Linked DNA regions of Sus scrofa: region 2 is linked to region 1. The links are chromatin contacts, called in public HiChIP or PLAC-seq maps. All regions are on one chromosome and are shown on one strand. The core of a region is the stretch at or near the end of the contact, and the rest is flanking DNA. Distances in the headings are between cores, read along the strand shown.

Evidence for each region. HiChIP or PLAC-seq counts read pairs in DNA pulled down with a chosen protein or histone mark.
Region 2: a contact with region 1 is called in an H3K27ac HiChIP or PLAC-seq map of alveolar macrophages. The contact joins the promoter of COG8 here to the promoter of CHTF8 in region 1. A contact is called at or near these places in 2 of 47 Hi-C or Micro-C datasets (brain and heart right ventricle) and 2 of 2 datasets of contacts at active chromatin or transcription factors (alveolar macrophages and skeletal muscle).

The regions. Positions count from the first base shown.
Region 1 is chr6:17,816,929-17,819,628 of Sscrofa11.1, reverse strand. CHTF8 (chromosome transmission fidelity protein 8 homolog) reads right to left here and starts at 1,445. Exons shown (of 4, transcript XM_021093878.1): 1 at 1,337-1,445. It overlaps UTP4 (U3 small nucleolar RNA-associated protein 4 homolog), which reads left to right and starts at 1,212. Exons shown (of 17, transcript XM_021093876.1): 1 at 1,212-1,539; 2 at 2,634-2,700. The coding sequence starts at 2,636.
Region 2 is chr6:17,644,235-17,646,934 of Sscrofa11.1, reverse strand. COG8 (conserved oligomeric Golgi complex subunit 8) reads right to left here and starts at 1,391. Exons shown (of 6, transcript XM_003126905.6): 1 at 896-1,391. The coding sequence starts at 1,383. It overlaps NIP7 (NIP7, nucleolar pre-rRNA processing protein), which reads left to right and starts at 1,531. Exons shown (of 5, transcript NM_001048071.1): 1 at 1,531-1,623; 2 at 1,743-1,829; 3 at 1,926-2,064. The coding sequence starts at 1,568.

The DNA.
Region 1 (2,700 bases), core at 196-2,695:
CAGTGAAGAGTGTGTTCAAAAACGTGTGTGTACACTATGCATATACGTGGTACTTTCCCATCACATTTTAAGATTCCCATGATGGAGGGAATCAATTACTGGTATCTGTAGACAATGGGGTGGAAAAGATGGCTTCGGTCGATCTGAGTTACTCCAGTTTTCTCCATCTTCTGCTACTCTGCAGCCCCTCTACCCTTCCTCTTACTGCTGTAGCGTACTATCTTCCCCAAAGCCCCTTCCTTTACATAGCATTGCTTGAGGCCTCCCTCTGTACTGGGTTTTCCTCCCACAGGCTCCCCACCTTCTCCACCCTCTCCGCTGGCCCCCTACCCGCCTTCAATTTGAGCTACTAACACTTCCCATTCCTAGCCCCGCCCACTTTCTGGACCTCTCAATCCGCTTCCCCTCTCTTACCCAACCCCCTCCAAAATACCCCCACACTTTCTCTAGGACCTCTTACCCAGATGTTTAACCCTTTCTCTTATCTCCCAAGTTAAACATTCTTTATGCCGCCTTTCTCCACATCCCCCCCTCAGAATAGTCTTCCCAAACCATTCACTCTCCTCCCAAAGGCTGCTCTAAAAACGTTATTCCTACCACCCTCATTCTTCCCTATTTCCCCCCTCAATTCCAAAGTACTTCGCCCCTCTAGGACCGACCCCACCCGACTCTTCTCCCGTCTCTTACTCCGCCCACAAAAGAACCTGGATCATCCGCCAGACTGTCTCCTCCTTCCAACCATCCTCGCAGTTATCGCTTTCAGGAGCCTTTCCTCCACGATTTAAAATGTCCCCTCGAAAGAACCTCAGAGTCCTACCCCACACTAAGTCCCCTTTCTGGTATTCCCACTGCTTCCTAGATTCCAGTTCTACCCGACTCCCGAAAGCATCGCGTGCTGGGCTCCTTCACCACCCAGGGAAGAGCCCCTTTCCGCACATACCTCGAGGTTCCGGCCTGCGCCGCCCCCTTATCCGTCCTCCGCCCGCGCTCGGCCACTCTTTCCGCCCTTCTCCCGCTCCGCCCTGCTCGCACCCTTCTTTCCATCCGCCTTCCGACTCCACACCGCTTCCTTCCCCACAATTCCCAGCCCTCCTACTCCGGGGGCCCCTCTGGGTCGCCCCCACCTCTGCGCGGCCCTCCCCGCTCCCCTCCCCCTTCCCGACCGCCCCTCCCCCGCCCGGCGCTCCCCGCCCCTCGGCTCGCCATTCTTCTCAGCGAGCCGCGCGCCCCGCCCGGCCCCAGCTCCCTAGCTTCCCGCTCCCTCGAACCCTCAACCCCATCCCCGGCTCGGCCCTCGCTCCCCGCGGCCTCCCACGCTCCCTGCCCGCGGCCTGACCTGCAATGGCGGCCGCCGAGCGCGGCGCCGCGCGGCCAACGGGCGACAACCGAACCTCCCGCCGCCGTCGCCGCCGCCGCGAGCACTGCCTGCGCACTTCCGGCCTTGCGCCGCGAGCACTTCCGGGGCAGAGCACGCGAGCGCGCGCGCACGTGGGGCCGGGCGGAGAGAGGGACCGCCAAGAGTAGTGAGCCCTTCCGCGGGTGAGTTGGGCAGGGGGCGGGAAGCGGGGGTGACGGGAAGAGTTGGAACTGGTGCTGCCTGCACTAAGTCGACGCCCCGCGGAGCTCGTCGATTCCCTAGTGTCGAAGTCGGGTGGGGGCTATTCCGGAGAGAGAAGGGGCGAAGGAGCCCTCGCGCGTTTCATACGCCCTCCTAGCCTGGTCAGGCCGAGGTCGCCTGCTCTGCAGACAGGTTTCACACACCTTGAAGGGAAACGGACAAGGGGTGAACCAGACCCGAGTGTGTATATTGAGGGCAGCAGAGCGCGGAGTAGGGGAGTAGTTGACAGATGCCGGACCAGTCCCGTCGCTTCCTCCTATTGAGAAGCTCTGGGTTCTTCCTGTTCCATCAGCCCCCACTGTCAATACCGTAGTTGAGTCTGTGATTTGCAAACTTAGCATGCCAAAGAGATAGAGGTATTTGCCAATGTGCAGATTCTTAATCGGTCTCCCCCACCTCCCCGCCACCCGCCAAGAGGTTGGAATTCTGGAGCTATGGAATAGGACCCATAATCCTGCATTTTTTAAAGCCGGTTTTAGAGATAATTTTGATACAGGAGTTCTGCAGATCTAACTTTGAGAGACTTTTAGTCTGTCAACATGTTTTGCCTCTTTTTTTATTCTCCTCTTTACCACCCCCACTCTCAGAAGCCCCACGCACAAAATACAAAGATACAGGAAGACTTTAATTCTACCTCAAATACAACTGAAGCTCTAATTGACCCACGCAAGTGCGCCTCCCAGTTAGAGAATGAGGTTATATTCAGTGTTTTGCTCTAAGATCAGGTTTTTAGATTCTTCTCCTTTTCCTGGACCACTTCCTTCAATGAGTTGTCAGGATTGCTAGGAATCTGAGTGATGCTTTATGTGTTGCTCTTTTTTCTGTTGAAGAGTCCTGAGCTTCTGGAGATTGATAGATTCTGTATGGGTCACGAAAGCATCATTAAGTGGATGTTTAGAAATGAACCTCTGTGGGATATAGCTGAAGTCTTCTACCTATACCAGTGGTTAAATAAACAATATGTGTGTCATACTGTGGTTGATGTTTTAACAATAATTCTCTTTTTCCCCTCTAGGAATGGGTGAATTTAAGGTCCATCGAGTACGTTTCTTTAATTATGTTCCATCAGGGATCCGTTGTGT
Region 2 (2,700 bases), core at 142-2,641, 170 kb after region 1:
TAGGGTATTGGAAGAGTACAGAAGCCATGGTCAAATGTGCAAAGACAAAGAAAACTTGAAACTTTTATCATGTGAGGTTGGAAAGCAGAATTTGTGGATTGAGGTTCGAGAGAGGCAGAATATGGCTCGAGGAGATCCTGTCGTGGAGCAGTGGAAAGGAATTCGACTGGTATCCACGAGGACACATGTTTGATCCCTGGCCTCACTCAGTGGGTTGGGGATCCAGAAATGCCGTGATCTGTGGTGTAGGTCGCAGATACAGCTTGGATCTTGCAATGCTGTGGCATAGGCTGGCAGCTGTTATCTCCAATTCGACCCCTAGCCTGGGAACTTCCATATGCTGTGGGTTCAGCCTTAAAAAGGGAGGGGAAAAAAAAAAGAATATGGTTCCGATAGGACGGTTTGTTTGGATTTTTTGGATAATTTTTACTGCCCCCGAATGAGAGGATTTCCTTGGCATTCTCCTATCAATGAAAGTTTTGGAGCCAACGACCCTGGTCCAAGCTACTGTGTGTACCTGTGTGTTGTGTGTATATGTATGAAGGTGACAACTGTAGAGTGTTAATTATGTCAGATCCAATGATAAGTGCTTTGCATGGATTCTCTACTTAGCGCTCACGACAGCCCTACGAGGCTGCTGGGTTCCAATTTTGACTTCGAGACTTACTAGCTGTGCCTTGTGTCAGTCACTAACCTCTGTGTCTCGACTTCCTCATATACAAAATGGGAATAATACCTACCTCGAAGGCTGCTGTGACGTTTAAATGGATTAATAAAATGCTCAGATGAGAGCGTGGCACCTGGTAAGCGCTATCTAAGTGTTAGCTATTTCCCTCATCGTAAATATTAGCTGTCACAGCTCTTAAAAGCCCCTTAAACGCTGGGCCCGCCGCACCTGCAGCTCTGCTGGAAGCTGGGCAAGCGGTCGAGCAGGCGGCCGAGCGACTCCTCCACGTCGCCAAAGAGGCGATGTATGCGCTCGGTGCACTCGGCGCCGCGGATGAAGGTCTTGTAGTTGGCGAAGGCCAAGTCGCGCGTCTGCTGCAGCAGCTGCGCTCGCTCCTCCGCCAGGCGCTCTGGCTCGCGCCGCAGCCGATCCAGCCCCGAGCCGCTCAACTCCCTGAGGTAGCGGCCCACGTCGGGCCGCTCCCGCCACTGGGCCTCTGGGAAGCGGTCCCGGAACAGCGATGCCAGGAGCCCTTCATCCTCCACCTCCCCGAGAGCAGCCGCAGTGGCCGTCGCCGTGGCCGAGGCCGCAGTTGAAGCAGGGATCGTCTCCGTCGCCGCCATCTTCTCAGCAGCGGCGTCCCTTCGCCTCCCGCTCGGCGAGGGCGCTGGCTCGGAATCCAGGACCGGAAGCAACGCCGCACTTCCGGTCTCCATGGCGCCTCACCCGGCCGGCTTGCATTCCCCGCTGGTCCTCCAAGGCCGCGGGGCGCTCGCGTGACGAACCACGCGAAGGCAGCTAGAGAGGCCGGATTTGAGGTTGCCAAGGAGAGGCGGGAGGCTGGCCTTCCGTTTCCGGCGACTGAGGCACGAGGATCCGGTGTTCCAGCCCAGCGGGAAAATGCGGCCTCTGACTGAAGAGGAGACGCGTGTAATGTTTGAGAAGATAGCAAAATAGTAAGAACGCCCGGGGCAGATGAGGGAGTGCGTGCATGGCGGGGAGGGCTGTGGGTAGAGCGGGGCCGCGGGGCCGGGACGAGTCCGGGCGCAGCCTCCAGCCTCTTTTCTGCTTTCAGCATCGGGGAGAATCTTCAGCTGCTGGTTGACAGGCCCGACGGCACCTACTGTTTCAGGCTGCACAACGACCGGGTTTACTATGTGAGGTGAGGCGGGGCTGGGTAGGCAGCATGGACCCGGGTGGAGGCCTGGGTCCCACCAGCCTCCCTTATCTGACACCTCCTTCTTCCTTACCCTTTCAGTGAAAAGATCTTAAAATTGGCCGCTAATATCTCTGGTGACAAGCTGATGTCGCTGGGAACGTGCTTTGGAAAATTCACGAAGACCCACAAGTTTCGGTTGCACATCACAGCTCTGGATTACTTAGCACCTTATGCCAAGGTTTGTGGGGAGTGGTTTTCAGCCCGCTTCTAGGGATGGGGGCGGTCTAGGCTGAGGGCCACATCAGACTGCAGATAATTGGGCACCTGCGTTAGTCCCTGAGGGTGCCTAGGATCAGTGCCAGCACCTGGAGATGTTCCTACTTAGATCTTGCTGCTTGGGCGTGGTTGGGGCTGCGTAGTGATTGGAGTAGTATCTCCAGCAAAGTAGAAAAGCCTTTTCTGATCTAGTTCAAGAGGAAAAAGTAAATAGGAGGCTGCGGTGAGGAGCATAGTGGGATCCAGAAAAAGCCGTTAAACTGCCCGTGGGAAAGGTCGATTGTAGAGTTGAAGGAACCTCCTAGCAGTTCTGAACAGTTTGAGGGAAGCATGCCTTTTTCTTTCTTTTCCTTGAAATTTGTATTATGAGATAAAGGAAGTACAGGGATGAAATAAACAGCATGGGGGAGTTCCTGTTGTGGCTCAGCGGTTAAGGAACCCGACCAGTATCCATGAGGATGCACGTTCTATCCCTGGGCTCAGTGGGTTAAGGATTGGACCTTGTGGTGAGCTGTGGTGTAGGTTGCAGAGGCAGCTCAGATCTGACGTTGCTGAGGCAGCTGCAGCTGCAATTTGGCCCCTAGCCTGGATACTTCCA